Linked DNA regions of Mus musculus: regions 2, 3, 4, 5, 6 and 7 are each linked to region 1. The links are chromatin contacts, called in public Hi-C, HiChIP or PLAC-seq and promoter capture Hi-C maps. All regions are on one chromosome and are shown on one strand. Each heading gives the region's core, a stretch centred on a gene start, on an enhancer-like site or on the middle of the called end of the contact. The rest is flanking DNA. Distances are from core to core; before and after follow the strand shown.

Region 1 (2,757 bases), core at 103-2,602:
CAGACTTCTACTTAGTCAAAGCAAACATTTGGTGTTCAAAGTATTTAGTGTGTGTCAAGGAAACCTACGTGAAATCCAGGCTTAAACTTACTTCAAGTCTACCAGAATCTATTTTTCAAGTCTATAATCTATAAGATTATTTTCTGTATTAATAACCAATACTACAAATACAGTTTCTTTGTATGGTTGGTGTTTCTGACAAATCCCTTTCGTGACAAATTAAGCTCCTTAAAAAGTATTAGTTCTTATTTTGGCAGGAATTCTTTTTCTTTGTAGAGTGAAAAGCCATTCTTTTTTCCATCTTAGTCCTTTTAAGGAATTCTTTTCAGGAATCTATCCTTGGCTTCCTGCTGGCCTCAGGCCTCACCCCCTTCCTCCTCCACCCCGCCCTTGCCTGACCAGTATTTGTTAGAATTTGGCTCTGGGGAGTACTATGCTGAGTGACAAATGGATGAAGATGAAGGTTTTATTGAAGCATCTGAACTGCATTTAATTTTCCGTGTTGCTTTATTCCTTCTAGCTCCCAGGATATTGAATTTTGTGGGCTTCAGTTGGGTCGTCAGTACTTCAGGCGTTTAGTAATAAGAAACATAATCTGCTTTTTCCGGTAGGATAATAAATCCTCATTGATATTAAGGGCGGCTCTCTGCAGACGGTTTTACACGGTATTTTTCTGTAGAAACACATTCCCTGGGAGTCCTAAAACTGCTCCCGCCTCTCTGTCTCCCTGGGCCTCAGGTCGCCTCCCGCCCAGCGGTCCCTCCCACCGCCAGGATCCTGCTCGCTAGGACATCCACTGCCCGTGACCACGACACCCCTCCTCCCTGCACTGAACCCCTTCCCTCCCCTCCCCCTCTGGGCGAGCCAGACAGCGGGTAACCGCCGCCTCCGCTGGGGCATCCCGGCTCCATAGGCGGCGCGCGGCAGACACCTGCTTCTCACTGGCCGCCGCCGCTGCCCCTCACCCCGCAGTCCCCGCGACAATTGGCCCCGGGCCGCCGCCCGTCATCCTCTAGCCCCTCTTGGAGTCCCGCCTCTATCCTCGGGTCATTTAAGTTTATCACAAATAAATAAATAAAGGAGGAAATAGAAATGCGTAGAAAGTAAAAGCAGTCAGGAGGGGGCGGGGACGTGGATGAAAAGGAGGGTGGGGAAGTGGAGGAGTAAACAACCAAACTTGATCGTGCCTATACTGACCAATCACCGATCACTACAGTCCGGTCTGACGGCCTCTGTCGACCAATAGTTTCCCAGCTCTTGGATCACTGAATAACCAGAGACAGCTGGCCTCTCTACACAGGGCGCTGGTGGGCGGGAAGAGTTGAGAACATTGACCAATAGACTGTTAAAACTGCTCTGAGTGAAGTTTCCGCTCACCAGTTGATGCTTGAGATAGCGGATTGGGTGTCTCCTAGGCCAATCAAAGATGACAGAGATGAGAGAAGGGGCAGTTAGGGGAGGAGCCGCGGAGGGGAGGAGGAAGAGTGCATTTTGTTTATGGGCGGCAACCTCACGAGGGCTGTCCAAACGCTATTGGTCAGCTGAAGCAGCGAGTGGCATGCGAGCCGCCCAATAGTAGGACAAGGTAGAGGTTCGCGGCTTCGGGCGCCCAATGTGGGCCTTCTGCCGAAGAAGTAGGGGCGGGGGGAAGTTTAGGAGTTGAGGAAAGAAGATTAAAGAGCGCGAGGAGGTAACGCCAAAAACTCTAATTTGTTGTGGGGCGGGCGGGAGGGAGGGGTGTGTGCGTGCGGAGCGCGGCCGGGCGTCTACGAGTCGCGGGGAGTCGGGGGTGACGGGCCGCCGAGGAGGGGGCGGGGTGGGGCCGTGGCGCGAGTTCCGAGCCGCAGCCCGGGGCTTCTGCCCCGCCCCGCCCCGCGCGCCCTCCCGCCGCCCCTCCTCGCGCCCGCCCGGCGGCCTCGCGCGACCCTGCGGGGAGGGTCCGCCGCTGGCCCGGGCGGGGCGTCCGGTCGTTGCCACTGCGTCTAGTCTCTCCTCCCCGCTTCTGGAGTCGCGGCTTCCCAGAAGAGGAGCTGAGGGGCACCGGCCGGGGCTCCGGAGCTGTTGGCGGCGCCGGCTCCCGCCCCTCTCCTCTCCCTCCCTCCGCCCTCCCAGTCGCTTTCCTCCCGCGCAGAGAACTGGCTTCGGAGAACCCGGGCTTGGGCGCGTAGCCCAGCCTGCCTTGCTCTCACCCGTAGACAGGGGGGCTTGGCAAGGATTGAACCCTGTCCTCCTCTCTTTAGCCTTTGGGCCCCTTCCGAAACATTAAAAAAAAAAAAAAAAGTTAACGCTCTCTCATACCTTGAGACATAAAACAAAACAAAACAAAATAACAAAACCTACCCCATCCCCAAATACAGGAGTATGGTTTTGAAGTTCATTCAAATGTGGTCCTCTAATTGTTTTAATGCTTTTCCCTGTGTGGGGGGCTCTCAGTGTCCCCCTTCAGCCCCTCCCCTTCCTAAGGATGCAGAAGAGGCAGGAGGCAGGGATTTCGTAAAAGTTGTATTGATAAACACACTTGCACAAGCATATGCTAGGCACACACACAGACTATAAACATTAGCGAAAAACACAATATGGCGTACAGCTACGCTACCTAGCTCGGTAATCTGATGATCTCTTACTCCGAACCGGGTCAAATCAGGTCTGAAGAAGCAAGACAGTTCTCCAGCAGAAATCTGAATGGCATGGGAAAACATTTGGAAGCCTGCACCTGATGGTATAGTCCTCAGAATCATTGGCCCAGATTTAAGTTGA
Region 2 (2,774 bases), core at 203-2,702, 720 kb after region 1:
AGCAAGGAGATGGTTCTTGAGAAATCCAGCCCCCACACACAATGCTCCAGAGCTCCTCCCCTGGGAATGGCATGATTGGATCCGCAGCAGGCAGAGCTGGCCCAGGGAAATAAGAGCTTGGCATAGAATCTTAGGGCCCTCCTGCTGGAGGGGCCCTCAAGAGAGTTGCTTCACACCCACCCTCCTTCAACTGGCTGGACAGTAGAAAGATGTGTAAGAAAACAAATTCCTGGCTGAATGAATAGAGGATTAAGTGAACGAGAGATGAGTCCCCTGTTCCAGAAGTCTCTGCCATCCCACTTGAATAGAAAGGCTAACTTTGAAGCCACTCTGTTCTCCATGGCATGATTTTGTATATACTCAGCTTTGGAATATGGTTGCCATCTGCTGCCAGTACATAAGACTAAGGAAGTATTGGGGTGGGTAGGAGGAGGCTGGGAGGAAAGAAAGAGACACTTAAATGAGCTAATGATCTGCTTTGTGTTGGAGTCTAGGTTTCAGAACATCAGTTCCGTACTGTAAGAACAAAACACCAGTGTGTCTTAGGCCACACCAGGCGCCGGCACATCAGATAAGGCCCATGCTGTGTAGTGTTCAGCCACTGAGCCTCAAGAAGTTTTGAAAGTGAAATTAGAGGAGCAAACCAAGGAAGCCAAAGTGGGAAAGCTCTTAGGGTAAAATATGATCAGAAGGACTCTGCAGATATGTGTCTTCGAGGTTACAGTAGTTCAAACATGACTCTACTAATTAAAGACTTGGAAAATAGTCTCAATCCTAGGAACTTAAAGATCTTTAAACTAAAGTGGAGACTTCTCCATCTACTGCAAAGGCATTGTGAAGCTTTTGTACAGTCACAGGATGAGAGTGACCCAGCTATTGTGCATTGTTGTGCACTTAACTATTGATTAAGAGCCATAGATTGCTGTCCTGGCAGCAGGAGTGGGTGGTCTTTTACAAGCAAAAACCCTGGTAAGCAAAGCCAGCAAAGGCAAGACCATCTATCTCTGAAAAGCAGTGAATAGCTCAGAGAGCTTCCTCTTTCCCTGATATTATCTGTATAAATTACCAGTTATGGCACAGGATCATGTTGATAATTTATATACCAAAATGACATGCCAAAGAATAATAATTAAGCAGAGATGTACACTAGTGAAAAAATTATCCCAGCGAAGTTTACTTTTGAGAAAGATTAGCTAATTAGCCAAGTATGACATTTGAAGGCAAGTCCCCTTCTACTCTTAATAGTAGCTCTGTCTCCACTTTGAGGAGTTAGCAGGATTGTAGGGCAGAAATATTTTCTGGCGTGAAAAGGAAAGAATTCCTTCATTACTATAAGCAAAGTGAGGAGACAGGGAGAGTTGTGGAAAAGCAGAAAATCAGATCAGCACGCATAGAAAGTGGTTGCAAGAGCATGTCGACCTCAGAGCCCTAGAATGACCAAGCCAGGAAATATTTGTTGGCTGTACAAGCTTTGGCCTTGATTCGTATCTGCCATCAGAGCGAAGTCATCCACAGCTGTGATGCAACCACAGAATGTTATTAATGTCCTCAGCCCCTCTCATATGCAGTCTCTCATCCCAGGAGCCCAGTGTGCCTTAGGACTCTGCTTGGCTTCTCCCAAGACAACCCCATGGAGCATAAACATCTTCATTTATAGATGAAATAACTGGTCCACAAAGGCCCGACTCTGTTCTCTGGCTTCAAATGTGAAATGATTAATAGTCATGATGCTGACCCAGCACGTTGTGCTATTTTTTACATTATTTTGGGCTTCTCAGACAAAGGACATATTTTATCTTTCTCATTATTATTTTTAATTACTTTTCAGAAAAGTCAAGATAAAAAAAAGAAGAAGAATCTAACAAATATCCCATAGAGATATTTGGTATTTTCTCTCTCTCTTTTTGAGAATAAATTAAGATCTTCTCTGCTTCTCTATGCTGGATCTCTGCAGATAGTCACAGTCTCATGCCAGTTTTCAGAGGAATAAGGGCTCATTCTAATGGCTGCATCACAGTCCCTTCTGTGAAGAAACAGCCTTTTAAATTCCTGTCTGGACACTGAATAACTTGTTTTTGGTTTAAAAACTTTTAACAGTTTGACCTGAAAACTTTTAAACATTACTAATATACAACCTGGTTGTGAGTTTAGCAATAAATTTAGACCCAGTATGTGAAAAGCCAAAGAGAAGACTAGTGGCTTTTATTCTCCCTGGTGACCTGCACTAAATGTTGCATATTTACTTTGTAAATGAGGACACCCAGTGGCCAGCAAGTGAAAATATTCTAAACAATCCCCGACACTGTTAACATAAATATAAAGAGCTGTTGTCAGCACCCATTGATAGATAGCTTCTAGCATCTACTACCAAGCACTGGTTTCCCTGGGTCAGGCAAGAGTGGAGCCTGATAATTTTCTACCTCACTTTCCAGACTAGGTGTCTCTTTCCCTTTCATATAAACGTGGCTCGCCATCTTTGGCATCCACTGAATCGTCAGTGGCAGAAGGGCCTAGTAGAATATTTCTTAGGACAGATGAAGTCAGGAAGTTGAGAATAACTTAACAGAGATCAGAAATAATAAACAGATGAGTGTGGTTTAAAAGAAGTGAGGTAAGTTCATAAACCATAAGTTCATGGTGAAGACAGAGCCATGGTTATTAACTAATGAGAGAGTAAGGAAATTAAAAACAAAACCCAAGAGGAAGAACAGATGTGGGCCACCAGGGACTAGAAGGACCTCCTGGAACAACGGGTAGGCTCACCTCAGAGCAAA
Region 3 (2,700 bases), core at 126-2,625, 790 kb after region 1:
TCCCACTTAGACTATCAGCCCGACACCAACATATCTTGTACTTCTCTCTAGGTTCCAGCAGTCTAGCCTTGTGTCTAGCCCTATGTTTTGAAAATAGAACTGGGCTATTTGATTGGCATTTGGGATGTCAGGAAAATGAGAGAGAGAGAGAGAGAGAGAGAGAGAGAGAGAGAGAGAGAGAGAACACAGAGAAAGGAAACTTGAATCTACTTCTCAGCCAGAAGTAGCAGCATATATTTTTAATCCAAGTACATGGGAGGATGAGGCAGGAGGATCATAGTGCATTCCAGACCAGCCTTGGAAACATAGAAAGACCATGTATCTGTCAAAGAAACAAACTAAAGCAAAAGAGAGAGGGAAGGGGAAGAGAGGACAATGAGAAAGAGGGAAAGAAGGGAAAGGAGAAGTAATGGAAGGGAAGAGAAGGGGAGGGAAACATAGAAAATAGGAGGGGAGGGGAGGAGAGGGGAGGGGAGGGGAGGGGAGGAGAGGGGAGGGGAGGGGAGGGAAGGGGAGGGGAAGAAGGGAGAAGAAGGAAGGGGAGGGGAGAGGAAGGGAAGACAGTAGAGGAGAGGTAAGAGGGGAAGAAAGGCCTTCTCCTAGATGAAGCCAACTTCTTTGCTACCTACCAGCCTGCCCCACCTTGGCTCCTCTCTACCTTCAGTCTTATAAGTTCAGCCTTTAAACTAATTTGTAGTATAGTCTCTAAATATTTTGTTTCCTTCCCTCAGAAATGTTTATCTACAATTTGTAATAGAATAGAAACAACAGAATTTAGTCTCTCATATTAGTGGTAGACTATGAAAATCTGAGAAGCAGGTATTTCTGACCAACAGAGAACTAACTGGAACATTGTTCTAGGAGTTCCTCAGAAACAGAAAAGAAAATGGAGCAGGAGAGAAATGGGTTTCCAGGAGATTTCTTGGCTCCCAATCTTAGTCTATTCCCCAGCTTCCCTCTTGAACAGCTGTCCAGTCAGAGTCCCTAACCCAGAGGATCTATGAAGTCCTTCCTCTGCAATCCCAAACGTGTATGCATCCCTTTCTCAGCGATTGCCTCTTACCATGTGGTCACACAGAGCCTCAGAACCACATACATACACAGAAGCTGACATACATACAGGCCTAGGCATATACTTAGAGCTTTCTCTACCTGAGCATCCTGGTGTCTGTGCCAAGCTAGGTGTCTCTGCTCTGCTAGGTCTGCAAGCCTTACCTGTAGCGAGGAAGGCAGCCTGTATCAGCCCCTGGACCCAGACCAGGAGCAGCCAGCCATGCATGCTTCTAACCAGAGGCCTACAGCAAAGTGGATGTGGCCTCTCCTCCAACTGAAACTGGCTCACTGCAGCTGTAAGGTGAAACCAAGCTGGTGAAAAGAGGGTCTCGGAAAAACTGACTTAGGTAAGAGCAGTGTCAAACGTGTAATGTTTTCTTAACAAGTACACAAAGCCACATAGGGTGAGCCACAAGAAAGGCCATGAAGGAAACACACTGTAAAAACAAATAAAACATGTGGTTAGAGATACACGGGTCTTGGGCAACTCGTATATTGACTACTTGGGTAGCCAGCCGATCTGTTGTTTTTAAGTTCTCTTGATGCACTTTTTGAAACACCAACTTTTATCTAAAGCATTCAAGGGTAGGTGACGCACAGGATTCTGAAGAAGTATTTCTGATGAGTCAGTCCCCTCCCCTCCCCTGCCCTGCCCTGCCCTGCCCTGCCCTGCTGCTTCAAGTTCCTGCCACAGTAACAGACTGTAACCTGGCCCTGTGAGCTAAAATAAGCCCCCTCTCCTCTAAGTTACTTTTTGTCAGGGCAGCGGCAACAGAAACCAAACTAGGACATCATCTTTTCTTTCTCTCTCCTTCCCCTTCTCCCTCCATCCTTTCCTTCATTTAAAAGGTCCTACAAGCTCTGAAGAGACGAGGGTCGGCAAAGAATTGCTCAGCGCTCAAGAGTTGACCAAAGTTCGTCTCTGTAAAGCCACTGGGAGAGGAGATGGAGAGGACACCGTCAGCTATCGCCTGGGCTCTTGGCAGAGCTGTATTGGCCATGCCCCATGATGTACAGCCTGAAGATCTCTATTCTCACCAGGGGACATCCAAAGCCTCATGCCCTGCCCATCCCACCAGTGCACAAATGATTCTCAACAGCCAGGCCTCTGTCCCTCTCTTCTGTATGCAGGGTCCCTCTGTCTCTGATCAGCTTCCTCCCCATCCTGGGTTCTGTTCATTCACAAATCTACACAGTGACTCATGCACCCTAGGCCCCTCCTCTAGACCTGTAGACAGTGTTTGACTTACCAGCTTCTCCACAGCCTTCAAGGCTTACATAAAAAATACATCTCCACCACTTTTGTTGTTGTTGTTTTGTTTTTGAGGCAGGGCTTCTCTGGGAAGCCTTGACTGAGCTGGAACTCACTCTGTAGACAAGGTTGGCTTAAAAACTCAGAGATCTTCTTGCCCGCCTCTCTCTCCTGAGTGATGGGATTTAAGGCATGCACCACCACCAAAGCCAGCCTCTCCACCACTTTTTTAACATCTGAATGCCTTTTAGCCAAAGAAACAGTAAGATCCAATATGTATTCAGGGTAAAATGCTGGGGCTAGACATGATGAGAGTTGCCAAACTTGGTTACCTGGACAGAAAAACCACAGGGGCAAGGGCTGGTGGGAAGAACACAACCCAGAAAAAGGCTACA
Region 4 (2,837 bases), core at 183-2,682, 830 kb after region 1:
CCCATCCAAGCATACTTGTTCCTATTTATGCATCACTGATAAATCTCTGTCCATGCAGAGGGCTGAAACACACTGCTCAATGAACAAACACTTCCATGGCACAGCCATAAACGCGTTGCTTCGGGGGCAGAGCTGGGCGGAGCTGACTGCTCTTTAGTCTATTGAAATAGCACGAGGCTGTGTTCTCATGAAAAATCAAAAAGCTAACCGTACATTCTTCTTTTTTTCTTCATTTACCTAGTCTATCCTGCCAAGACTTTTTTTTTTTAAATGAGAAAAACACTTCTTTCTGACCCCCAGAGAGATCAACTGATGCCTTCAAGCGGGTAAAATATGACTGCCCTGTCTCTATTTCGCCAATCACCAAGTGACTCAGCCCCCTTTAAAAGCCAGCTGTGCCCGTTGACTAGGTGACCTCCAGGGGTGGTGGATTCAGTGATGAAAGATAATAATGATACGAGAACAACGCTTATGAAAGCTATTTTGCTTTGGTGCTCAACCTTTGGTGGGTGGGGCTGTGGGAAATAGAGCAAGCTCGCCCGTCCTGATAAGCTGGTGGTCCACATTCCCGCTTCCACATGCTCCTCATAATTCTCACACCAGTAGCGCCGCCCCAGTCTGGCTTTTTCTCTGTGCTGGTCCCCATCAGCAAGAGCGCACTGACACGCAGGCAGCTTCGAAACTTATCGAGTGTGTCCTTCCTGCCTCCAACCTCGTCGCCTGTCATCCCTTATTGTCACAAGGCTCCTGTTCATTTGCTCGCTGCTCATACTAATCTAGAAGATGATCAAAGAAAAAGGTCTACCGACTCACCCCTGCCTGGCCCAGCGTAGAGACTGGTCAAGCATGTGCGTTAAATATTACTAGATTCTCATCTATTCTTTTCACCCAGCTTGCTAGCTCACTTGCTCTCTCTCTCTCTCTCTCTCTCTCTCTCTCTCTCTCTCTCTCTCTCTCTCTCTCATTTTTTTTTCAAAAAATAAATAAATGAGTTCTGGGTTGGCTGAAGATTTCGGCAATGTGACTGCTGTGCAGATGGATCCTGCTGAAGCTGGGGCTGGCTCTCTAGGGAGTAGCATGAAATGCTGGTTTTCAAAACCTGAACAGCGTGTAAATGGCAGCTAAAAAGAAAATGCAGATTGGTGCTGAGTGTTAATTGTCTCTTCCTCTCTTCTTCACACACTTCAGAGACCCAAGTGGTGGCAGAGAGGCAGGCCTGCCCCTCGTGGGATGGGATTTTTTTTTCTTTCAAGCTGGACTGAGAGAATAACACCTAGAGCCCAAGTCAAAACATGGATTTTTTTTTTCCTTTTTTTTTTTTCTTTTTTTTTTTTTTCAAGTTCTCATCTGATGAAAGTCAGGGAGGTGCACGGAGCTTATAATGAAAGTAAGAGTCTGCGGAGAATGAGTCGATGAGATGTGACACAGAAAGGGGAAACAGGATGTCTTTGTTTTGAAATGACAGGCGATAAGCTATGGGGTGCCTGGTGAGATTTTAGTCCATAACTAGGTAGCAACCTGTCAAACGCAGGCCCCTTAAATGCATCACAAGAATTCTCACTTGAGATGATTTCAATTCTAGCTCTGTTCGTGTGTGTGTGTGTGTGTGTGTATGCGTGCACATATACAGCAAAATATAATCGAATGCCAAAAAAGCACTGTCATGTCCTGTGAAGGGTACAATTGTAATCACACAGGAATAAGACACTTAAAATCCTCCCTTCACCTTCCATGCCTGAACGGTGACAAGGTCAGGCTTGCGAGCAGAGCCCAGTCCCTGAGCTATTTATTTGCATCTCTGAAGACTCTAGTTAACTCCCGAGATGTTAATCAAGCAGAATCCTGATTGACTGTCATCTCTCTTTATGCTTTTGGTCTAGATGAAACGGGTGATTTGACTTTGTACAGTTCCTCCTAAGATGGGGCCAGAGAGAAGCTACTGGGGCAACTGACTCCACCTTGGCAACGAAGAACAGAATTTGAAATCTTTATTCAAAAAAAAAAATCAATTATTTGTGCCCCACCTGAGCTGCCATTCCCTTTGCCTGCTGATACCTTCTCTCCCTTTCCCCACCATTCCCGAGAAGACCTGCCCCTCGAGCCCATTGTAGCTTGCCAGTTGGAAACCAAAAAAAAAAGTGATTACAAATGAAAATAAGTTATTATCTGCATCCATGCTTGCCTTTGTGACAGAAAGTCGAGCTGGGCTCCACCCTTTCGGTTCACTGGTTTGGCGGGGAAGGATGGGGTGGATATTGTCCAAACACGTGACTTCCTGTTGCTGTTGCTCCTGGGATCACACTCCAGTTTCTCTCAGCACCATTCGGTATTTCCTAACTGAGACAGGGAGCACTCCGCCTATAATGGGCAACGGCTGACTCTGATAATGAACGGGACTCCTTGCGGCTGTGTGCAAAAGATGAGAGTGTCTCAAGGAACTGCGGAAGAAGGTGGGTGGGGTAGATCATCCCGGGTAGCCCCACCTCTGAAATGGAGCTCAGGTGGGAGACAGAGAATTGCCTGTTGACTCTGCGCCCGGTTATGCAGGCGCCCACAGCTTAACAGTTCCATTCCAAATCCATCCCACCCCACGTCATCTTGGCAGAATCGCCGTAGAGTAATAGCGACTAATAAATGAGAGTAGTGGTGGCCACATCTAAAGGGGAGGCTGATGTTGAGTAATAGATTTCAGGGCACGACTGTCTCCCCTGCCTATGTGCAGGGGATATGCATAGACCTACTCTTTTTTGTTTTGTTTTGTTTTGTTTCGTTTGTTTGTTTGTTTGTTTTTTTTTTTTTTTTTTTTGAGACAGGGTTTCTCTGTGTAGCCATGGCTG
Region 5 (2,709 bases), core at 9-2,508, 740 kb after region 1:
CATTCACAGCATCAACCTTCACAACTTCAGCAATTCCGTGCTCGAGACCCTCAACGAGCAGCGCAACCGTGGCCACTTCTGTGACGTGACGGTTCGCATCCACGGGAGCATGCTGCGCGCACATCGCTGCGTGCTGGCAGCCGGCAGCCCCTTCTTCCAAGACAAGCTGCTGCTGGGCTACAGCGACATCGAAATCCCGTCGGTGGTGTCCGTACAATCGGTGCAAAAGCTCATTGACTTCATGTACAGCGGTGTGCTGAGAGTCTCACAGTCGGAAGCTCTGCAGATCCTCACAGCCGCCAGCATCCTGCAGATCAAAACAGTCATAGATGAGTGCACTCGCATCGTGTCACAGAACGTGGGCGATGTGTTCCCAGGCATCCAGGATTCTGGCCAGGACACACCAAGAGGCACACCAGAGTCAGGCACATCTGGCCAGAGCAGTGACACGGAATCAGGCTACCTGCAGAGCCACCCACAGCATAGTGTGGACCGAATCTACTCCGCACTCTACGCCTGCTCCATGCAGAATGGCAGCGGCGAGCGCTCCTTCTACAGTGGTGCAGTGGTCAGCCACCACGAAACAGCTCTCGGCCTGCCCCGTGACCACCACATGGAAGACCCTAGCTGGATCACACGCATTCATGAGCGCTCCCAGCAAATGGAGCGCTACCTGTCCACCACCCCTGAGACCACGCACTGCCGGAAGCAGCCCCGGCCTGTGCGTATCCAGACCCTGGTGGGTAACATCCACATCAAGCAGGAAATGGAAGATGACTATGACTACTATGGGCAGCAAAGGGTGCAGATCCTAGAACGCAATGAATCCGAGGAGTGCACAGAAGACACTGACCAAGCAGAGGGCACTGAGAGCGAGCCCAAAGGTGAAAGCTTTGATTCTGGGGTCAGCTCCTCCATCGGCACCGAACCTGACTCAGTGGAGCAACAGTTTGGGGCAGCAGCCCCAAGGGACGGTCAGGCAGAACCCGCCCAACCTGAGCAGGCAGCAGAAGCCCCAGCTGAGAGCAGTGCCCAGCCAAACCAGCTAGAACCAGGTGCCTCCTCTCCTGAGAGAAGCAACGAGTCAGAGATGGACAACACAGTCATCACTGTCAGTAACAGCTCCGATAAGGGCGTCCTACAGCAGCCTTCAGTCAACACATCCATCGGGCAGCCATTGCCAAGTACCCAGCTCTATTTACGCCAGACAGAAACCCTCACCAGCAACCTGAGGATGCCTCTGACCTTGACCAGCAACACACAGGTCATTGGCACCGCTGGCAACACCTATCTGCCAGCCCTCTTCACTACCCAACCCGCGGGCAGTGGCCCCAAGCCTTTTCTCTTCAGCCTGCCGCAGCCCCTGACAGGCCAGCAGACCCAGTTTGTGACAGTGTCCCAGCCCGGTCTGTCCACCTTTACTGCACAGCTGCCAGCGCCACAGCCCCTGGCCTCATCTGCAGGCCACAGCACAGCCAGTGGGCAAGGCGACAAAAAGCCTTATGAGTGCACTCTCTGCAACAAGACTTTCACAGCCAAACAGAACTACGTCAAGCACATGTTCGTACATACAGGTGAGTGCCCCTTCTCTGAAGGCTTGGCAGCAGGGTGTGGAGGGTCAACTGTGGAATCAACAGAGCAAGATGATGCATAGAAGGGAAGGGATAATGTCATCTTCCAGATCCCAAAGAAACCCCACCATGGGCCCCCTTTAGAAAGAAGTCTAGCTGTACCTATCATAAGAATAAAGTACTCCCAAGTCACAAAAATCCTTTATGGGAAAAGTGACCTAAATTCAAGTACCTGAGTTTTGGAGATGACATAGTGTGGGTCCAAAGCTTGCTCTTTGGAGGAAGAAATTGCTCTTTGGAATTCAGGCCCAGCTACTTACTACCAAACTGTGTCACCTTGGTAGAAATTACCTAATACTTTAAACTTTGACTTCCAGAGGGAGGAGGGGAGAGATAGATAAACAGATGGATAGATAGATAGATAGATAGGTAATAGATAAATAAATAGATGGATAGATAGATAATAGATAAATAGATGGTTATAGATGGATGGATGGATGGATGGATAGATAGATAGATAGATAGATAGATAGATAGATAGATAGAGAATAGTAGTGACATACCTTCCTTGTGCTGCCTCTGAGAACTATATTAACATATATGACTTAAAGATGTCGCTAGCATAGTAAATAGTTATAGCTATTATTAGCAGTATTTAGATGGCTGAAAGAAGAAAGTAAGTTTATTCTGTTCCAAAGATGAATTAATTAATTAACTAATTAATTAATTTTTAAAAAATTGGGCCACTGAAAGCTTTATGGGAAGTCTTTCAAATAAATAAAAGAAGTTGAAGAGTCCAAGGTACTCTGAACTGTTTGCTTCTCCAAAGGAACTGGGCTCCTGTAACTAGGGGTCTTTAAAGAGAGAATGGATAGTTTCATGAAGATACTATCCCAAGGACTTGGAAAAGATAGTGGTTCCCTGGATCCTACCACTCCAGAGATAAAGAGCTCCAAACCTCAGAGGCTGCCCTTTCCTTAGCATCATGATGGGACACAAATAGAAATGCCTCCATATAAGACAGTGGTCCTCAACCTGTGGATCCTGACCCCATTTGGGGTTGAACGATCCTCTCGCAGAGGTTGACCAAGACCATCAGAAAACACAGATATTTACAATTCATAACAGTAGCAAGATT
Region 6 (2,700 bases), core at 83-2,582, 930 kb after region 1:
CAGGCCCTCCCACTCAGACCGGGCTCGTCTTTCCCCCAGCAGTCACGGCGAGAACCCCCCACTTGAGGTTAATGATAGCTTCAGCTGGACAGTCATGATATTAAGACCTTAATGAGCGATCGGCCACGTCGACCGAGAATCAGAGGGCGCTCCATGTGTGCTGAAGGTCCTGCTGTCCCTCGTCACAAGTCCCAAGCTAGACCCTGATCTTCCAGAGATTTAGACAGTCCCCCATTCTTGACAAAAGTTAGGGAAGGTCACCTGTGAAGGTCACGCCTGCAGCGCACCACTAGAAGTATAATTTCCTGTTATCCTAATTTGTGTGAATGCACAGGCAACAAAAACAAATATAGCTATCATTTATAAACAGTCCAGCAAAGTAGGTACATTGTCCCATTACATGTGCACATGTCAGTGGGCGTATGCGTATGTACACACACACACACACACACGGGTGGGGTGACTAGAATCACAAAGCTATTAGGTAATAGATGAATGGAACCAAAAGTCACTGCCCATCTTTTTATTTCCCCAGGGCTGGGGATGGAACCTACCACTTAGAATGTGCTAACCTTTGCATTCTTCCATGGAGAGACAGCTCCAGGGTTATGTTAGCTCAAGCCACCAACACAAGTCTGTGATCCTCCTGCCTCCACCTTCACCCCCTGAATGCTGACCTTGTAGGCATGTGCCACCAAGCCAGCTTGTGCAGCCAATATCTCCTACAATAAACTGCCCTGGAGCCTCACCCTGGGGCCCCTAGCTGTTAAGTCACACTGCCAAGTTCAGTATCTAAGCCTTACAGCAAAGCGACTCTAGGCTGTTTGGTTCCTTGTGCCCGTTTAACATCAACAACTACCCCAGCCCTTCAACAGTGGCTCACACAAGAAAGTTCTCGACACTTGTCTGATAAATAAATTTAATGTGCACTGCCTGACAACCAGGAGGGGGAAAAAATCACAATCATAAAACCTAAAGTCACACAGAACAATCATGAATCTCTTAGGCTAGCCCAATAATGATGGCGATACAGTAAGAACTGCCTTTTGGATTTTAAGTTGTATTAAAAAACAAACAAACAAACAAAAAACTTCACAAATGTAATCTCATTCAATAGCTGTGAACAGTTCTGTTAGACAGAAAATTTGAGTCAGAAAACTCCAGCCGCGGGCCTCACTGTCTGACAAGCTAGCTGCAAAGCTGGATTTCAGCCCTAGGGCTTTACCAGAGCGAACATTGACTGCACTCGGGTCGGCTGAGTACTCTACAGGAGAGAGGGCCGAAAGAACTAGATGCTGCAACACAAAGAAGGGAGTGGGACTGGGAACACCTCCAAGGGAGGTGGCCCTAGCCAGGGTTCCTTCTCCAGCCAAGCCGCGCCAAGCCAAGCCTGACCCAGCGCCTCCGCGGTTGGCCTTGAGCAAATCGCTCAGAGAGGAAACCAGAGGCTAAACAAGTCTCGCAGGGTGAGAATGCGGGGTCCTCGCAGGGCTCCAGGAACTAAGTGGGGAGGTTTTCCGGCTCTGCCTCCCCACAGAGCCTGGAGAGCCCCCAGGTGAGTCGTGAACTTCTCACCCCGGCAGAGCTGGCGAAGTTCTTGCTGCATTTTGGTGCCCTCCAATGGTGGATTTTGGAACAGCCTCGAGGTCTTAGCCACCCACCTATGACATGCTGGAGGGGGCCTCATTTATTCTAACGGCTTAATCATTTAAGAAGAAGAAGGGGGGAAAAAAAACATACTGTGACAATAAAAGACTGTAGTCTTGTCTCTCATCTCTTACCCCAAGTGAGCAAGAAGGTTTGACAGAAATTCTCCCTAATGCAGACTCTCTCAGACTTGTCTAATAAGATACATTAGATGTTAAAAATACACGTCTCTGGGTTTTACTTTAGAAGTACCTCATGGAAACCACTAGGGAAATAACTTGGGGACGTTCATTTTAACAGTACACCCCCACACTCTCCAACTCCCACCCCCACGTTCCCCACACCCTAACACGCTGGCAATTAGCAGAGTCAAGATACTTGGGGAGGTTCAGTTCTGAGCATTCACACTGGTCTCCCGAGTACAAACAAGTGGGATGCCAGCAAACCCATGTTTCCCTGCAGGGCTAAGACAGCTACATGTGCCTTGGACAGGGAATGGGGTCCTTGTCAAAGGCACTGGTCCTAGAGATGGGAGACCTGGCTCTGCAAGGACAACTCCAGTCTGAAACTTTAGATCTATCCTGCCTTCCCTGAAGTTCTGGCTCCTCTCATAAAAAGAGCTACGTTCAGTATAGTCTCTTGCTCATAGAAGTGATGGAGCCTCCAAAGAGCTGATGAGCATTAAAGTGTGTTTAAGACAGCATGCCATTCCCACTAGTGTGCTAGAACCATGCTGGTGAGAGCAATATTCCAGGAATGTTTCAAGTTGGTAATCAAGCCTTTGGTGGTGGCTTGACATGAGCAGTGGTGGGAGTATTTGCGCAACAAAAATTGATGCATGTTACAAATTGGGGCTTTGTGTGTGTGTGTGTGTGAGAGAGAGAGAGAGAGAGAGAGAGAGAGACAGAGAGACAGAGAGACAGAGACAGAGAGACAGAGAGAGACAGAGAGAGACAGAGAGAGCAAGAGAGGAAAAGAAAGAAAGAGGAAAAGAAAGAGAGAGGAAAAGAGAGAGAATTGTTAGCACATCACTGAATATTTAGCATGTCTGGA
Region 7 (2,917 bases), core at 319-2,818, 990 kb after region 1:
CCTAGATGGCCACCTGCTCTCCAGCTTGGTCACCTCTACCACTTCCATTTGGGCACACATTTAACTTGTCCAAATGAGGGCACTTCTGAGGGCGAAGGGGGTGCCACTAATAATTACCTGGAGCACAGGCATAAACCATGACTGTTAGAGCCAAGACGGACACATGACTTCCCTGTTACATTGCTTGTATTAAACTCGCTTCAGTTGTCTTTGCACCCTGTAATTTGGGATTTGTCTTCTAAATTGTAACCTCATGAAGAAGAGAGACATTAAGTATGAAATGGAGGAGTGAAGCCAAAGCGATTCAAATGTTCAAATTCAATATTGCAAATCAGCCGCAGGGTTGGCGAGGTGGCTCAGGGGCTACCGAGCCTGATGACCTGGGTTTGAGCCCTGGAACCCATGTGGTGGAAGGAAAGCCAAGTCCCACAAGTTGTCCTCTGACCTGCACACTCATGCTGTGTGGAGCCGTGTGTGTGTGTGTGTGTGTGTGTGTGTGTGTGTGTATACACACACAAATACAAATAACTAAATCAAATGAACACCAATTCTACCAAACAAATCAAGCATAATCTTAACACATAACATAACATTTAACACATAATCCATGTGTTAAATGTGACCTTCTAGGCTCCCTGACCTACACACACACACACACACACACACACATGGCACTGCCAGTTTTAATAAGCAGAAAGCCCACAGTGACAAGCAGGACTAATCAAACTGTGGAGAGCGCCTGCTTCTAATCAGGGAGGCACAGGATAGTGATTTAACTCCATTGCTCAGTTAGCCTCATGCTGCCTCCATAGGAAAATAATTCCTGATAAGATAGTCACTTTCCATTCTAGTGTAGTCCCTTTGATGATCTTTGTTTGAACTTTGTATTAAATGCCTTTAATTATAGTATTGGCTTAAAAAAAAAGTTTTCTCCTTACTTTGCTCCAGAGAATAACGAAGTATCTCTATCCCCAATATATAAGAACCCCCAGTCTACTACTGACCACTGCATTCATTTGAGATAATCAGACTCAAACCTTGCAGCCATCTTCAGGGTGTATGTAGCTAGCTGGGGATACTGATTGACAGTTCATTTTGAACACATATAGGCACTAGCATGGTACCGTGGACACATCTGTCAGGATAACTCTTCCCACTGGAATAGTCCCATCGATTCAGTCGTGACTGTCTCAGTACCTTCAAATCAGAAGCAAGTCAAAACAGCATGGAGGCAGGATGAGGAGGGAGACAGCTTTGAGACAGGGTCTTGCTATGAGGCCCAGGCTGGTCCTGAAATCATAATCTTTCTATTCCCATCTCAAGTGCTAGAATTCCAGGCAGGTGCCACCACGCCTGTGTACTCATAAGAATTTGCTACAGTGGTGGACAGTTGTCCTTTACCTATGGGAAGCTAGAATTTAACTTGGAAGCTGAGAAGTGACATAATTTTGACCTTCAGGCAGGCTGAAGTGATTGTTTACCAAGCTTCAGTTCACGGGGATAACAGTGAGCTACAGGCGCATTTGCTAAGTTGTCTGGCACAGTGCTCCAAAGGGGGGCACTGAGGTGACTCAGCAAGTAAAGGCACTTGCCAAAGCGGACAACCTGAGCTTGATTCTTAGAACACACACAGCGGAAGGAGGGAACTCCAAGCAGCAGCGGCCCATGCCTTTAATGCCAGCACTTGGGAGACAGAGACAGGCAGAGCTCTGAGTTTGAGAAATGATCTACAGAGTGAGTTCCAGGACAGCCAGGGCTACACAGAGAAACCCTGTCTCAAAGAAGGAAGGGGGAAAGGGAAAGGAGGAGGGGGGAGGGGGAAGGAAAAGGACCCAAAAACTACTCCAGAGATTGTGAAGTTACTTTTACTATACACTAACATAGCTTTTTATCCACTATATATAATGTAGAGAGGCAGGTAATGTATATTGAGTGACAACATTCCTTCAAACTTAACATTAAAATTCTTTATATTATATAAAGATTTTAAACATAAGAATTATAAACACAAATGATAAAATCTGAAGCAAGCTTTTCCCATAAGAAATCTTTAGGATAGTCTCTGTGCCATGGAAATTTAATACTTTAGTAGATAGACTACCATTTACAAAAAACAATGCACAGCGGGGTTTTTTTTAATTAAAAATGTTTATTGGCTGTTGCCCTTCATACATTTACAACATAAAAGAAAACAATTTTTTCAAATGTGCTAATAAGAAAAAGACCCAGGGAACTGAACAATGTTTAACAGAATTTTCAGTGTTTTGGACATAAATAAAACTCATAAATTTATATGGATTCTTAGATATTTACTAATAATCCTTCAATAATGGGTTTGGTCTTGGCCAAGGATAAAACATATAAACAAGTACAAAATCCATTCAACACAGATCACTGAGAACAGAAACTCTGTCTCTGCGTCTGCATTCTATGAATCCCTTGCATTCATCAACAAGTCATACCACAAAAAGGAAAAACAACGTTGGATTTCCAGCACATAAAAGTACAGTAATTACATAATTCCTACATACAATGTTCAGTAATGGCCACTATAAATTGGAAACCAAACAAATATAAGAAATGCATTTCTTACACCTACAAAAATGAATCTTTTAAATTGTATTATTTTTATAAAAACTACATGTATATACATATATGTTTTGTGTACTCCTTAAAAAAATTGATAAATATAGAAAAGATACATACAAAAAAAAAGCCCTGTCATGCCACCACAAAAATACAGAATTACAGAGAACCCCGGAGGGACAACCAGCCTCAGGGTCAGAAGAATGCCAATTCACCAACCACTTCAAAATCCACAGGACAATCTTATGGCTGGATACAAACAAAACAGACAGACAAACAAAAACAAAAAAAGAAAGAACGTGGGGAAGGGGTGAGGCCGACAGAGCTTAGT

What was found. Promoter capture Hi-C pulls out the DNA fragments that hold promoters and counts their contacts. Hi-C and Micro-C count contacts between places; a contact is called where the count stands out from the background. HiChIP or PLAC-seq counts read pairs in DNA pulled down with a chosen protein or histone mark.
Region 2: an H3K27ac HiChIP or PLAC-seq map of neural progenitor cells shows a contact between it and region 1, with 4 times the contacts expected there. The contact joins the enhancer-like site here to the promoter of 4932412D23Rik in region 1. A contact is called at or near these places in 13 of 39 promoter capture datasets (the 3T3-L1 cell line, 3T3-L1-derived adipocytes, the HPC-7 cell line and 9 more), 3 of 484 Hi-C or Micro-C datasets (bone marrow-derived macrophages and uterus), 14 of 115 datasets of contacts at active chromatin or transcription factors (the NIH/3T3 cell line, VIP interneurons, embryonic basal ganglia and 10 more) and 2 of 9 other capture datasets (adipose tissue and embryonic stem cells).
Region 3: a Hi-C map of B cells shows a contact between it and region 1, with 18 read pairs. The contact joins the promoter of Tigit here to the promoter of 4932412D23Rik in region 1. A contact is called at or near these places in 10 of 39 promoter capture datasets (the 3T3-L1 cell line, 3T3-L1-derived adipocytes, cranial neural crest and 7 more), 1 of 484 Hi-C or Micro-C datasets (B cells), 2 of 115 datasets of contacts at active chromatin or transcription factors (bone marrow-derived macrophages and memory CD8 T cells) and 1 of 9 other capture datasets (adipose tissue).
Region 4: a promoter capture Hi-C map of hippocampal neurons shows a contact between it and region 1, with 5 times the contacts expected there. The contact joins the enhancer-like site here to the promoter of 4932412D23Rik in region 1. A contact is called at or near these places in 5 of 39 promoter capture datasets (the 3T3-L1 cell line, embryonic stem cells, hippocampal neurons and 2 more), 1 of 484 Hi-C or Micro-C datasets (muscle stem cells) and 4 of 115 datasets of contacts at active chromatin or transcription factors (embryonic hindbrain, large pre-B cells, memory CD8 T cells and 1 more).
Region 5: a contact with region 1 is called in a promoter capture Hi-C map of liver, with 7 times the contacts expected there. The contact joins the enhancer-like site here to the promoter of 4932412D23Rik in region 1. A contact is called at or near these places in 6 of 39 promoter capture datasets (the 3T3-L1 cell line, cranial neural crest, frontonasal cranial neural crest and 2 more), 10 of 115 datasets of contacts at active chromatin or transcription factors (astrocytes, bone marrow-derived macrophages, embryonic basal ganglia and 7 more) and 2 of 9 other capture datasets (adipose tissue and embryonic stem cells).
Region 6: a contact with region 1 is called in a promoter capture Hi-C map of liver, with 4 times the contacts expected there. The contact joins the enhancer-like site here to the promoter of 4932412D23Rik in region 1. A contact is called at or near these places in 14 of 39 promoter capture datasets (the 3T3-L1 cell line, 3T3-L1-derived adipocytes, the HPC-7 cell line and 8 more), 4 of 484 Hi-C or Micro-C datasets (embryonic stem cells, muscle stem cells and uterus) and 14 of 115 datasets of contacts at active chromatin or transcription factors (the NIH/3T3 cell line, Th17 cells, astrocytes and 10 more).
Region 7: a contact with region 1 is called in an H3K27ac HiChIP or PLAC-seq map of embryonic stem cells, with 6 times the contacts expected there. The contact joins the enhancer-like site here to the promoter of 4932412D23Rik in region 1. A contact is called at or near these places in 5 of 39 promoter capture datasets (the 3T3-L1 cell line, the C10 cell line, cranial neural crest and 2 more) and 2 of 115 datasets of contacts at active chromatin or transcription factors (embryonic forebrain and embryonic stem cells).

The regions. Positions count from the first base shown.
Region 1 is chr16:42,874,235-42,876,991 of GRCm38.p6, forward strand. It overlaps 4932412D23Rik (RIKEN cDNA 4932412D23 gene), which reads right to left and starts at 1,353. Exons shown (of 4, transcript NR_040521.1): 1 at 1,198-1,353. It also overlaps a transcript of Zbtb20 not described here.
Region 2 is chr16:43,590,754-43,593,527 of GRCm38.p6, forward strand. All of the region lies in intron 9 of Zbtb20 (zinc finger and BTB domain containing 20), which reads left to right. Among named protein-coding and RNA genes, the nearest start is that of Mir568, 49 kb to the right of the region's middle. Within about 2 kb of position 1,453, at least 70 of the 459 cell types and tissues checked have an H3K27ac peak or open chromatin away from gene starts, as enhancers often do. A contact at or near this core is called in adipose tissue, forebrain, heart atrium and 2 more, where this site is marked.
Region 3 is chr16:43,662,809-43,665,508 of GRCm38.p6, forward strand. It overlaps Tigit (T cell immunoreceptor with Ig and ITIM domains), which reads right to left and starts at 1,376. Exons shown (of 4, transcript NM_001146325.1): 1 at 1,216-1,376. The coding sequence starts at 1,279.
Region 4 is chr16:43,708,534-43,711,370 of GRCm38.p6, forward strand. No RefSeq gene overlaps it. Among named protein-coding and RNA genes, the nearest start is that of Tigit, 46 kb to the left of the region's middle. Within about 2 kb of position 1,433, at least 76 of the 459 cell types and tissues checked have an H3K27ac peak or open chromatin away from gene starts, as enhancers often do. A contact at or near this core is called in hippocampal neurons, memory CD8 T cells and pre-B cells, where this site is marked.
Region 5 is chr16:43,609,358-43,612,066 of GRCm38.p6, forward strand. Zbtb20 (zinc finger and BTB domain containing 20) reads left to right here. Exons shown (of 11, transcript NM_001285805.1): 10 at 1-1,574. Among named protein-coding and RNA genes, the nearest start is that of Mir568, 30 kb to the right of the region's middle. Within about 2 kb of position 1,259, at least 13 of the 459 cell types and tissues checked have an H3K27ac peak or open chromatin away from gene starts, as enhancers often do. A contact at or near this core is called in liver, where this site is marked.
Region 6 is chr16:43,800,614-43,803,313 of GRCm38.p6, forward strand. All of the region lies in intron 2 of Drd3 (dopamine receptor D3), which reads left to right. Among named protein-coding and RNA genes, the nearest start is that of Gm26074, 32 kb to the right of the region's middle. Within about 2 kb of position 1,333, at least 150 of the 459 cell types and tissues checked have an H3K27ac peak or open chromatin away from gene starts, as enhancers often do. A contact at or near this core is called in Th17 cells, astrocytes, embryonic forebrain and 7 more, where this site is marked.
Region 7 is chr16:43,859,278-43,862,194 of GRCm38.p6, forward strand. Qtrt2 (queuine tRNA-ribosyltransferase accessory subunit 2) reads right to left here. Exons shown (of 9, transcript NM_001356329.1): 9 at 2,130-2,917. Among named protein-coding and RNA genes, the nearest start is that of Gm25989, 26 kb to the right of the region's middle. Within about 2 kb of position 1,569, at least 3 of the 459 cell types and tissues checked have an H3K27ac peak or open chromatin away from gene starts, as enhancers often do. A contact at or near this core is called in embryonic stem cells, where this site is marked.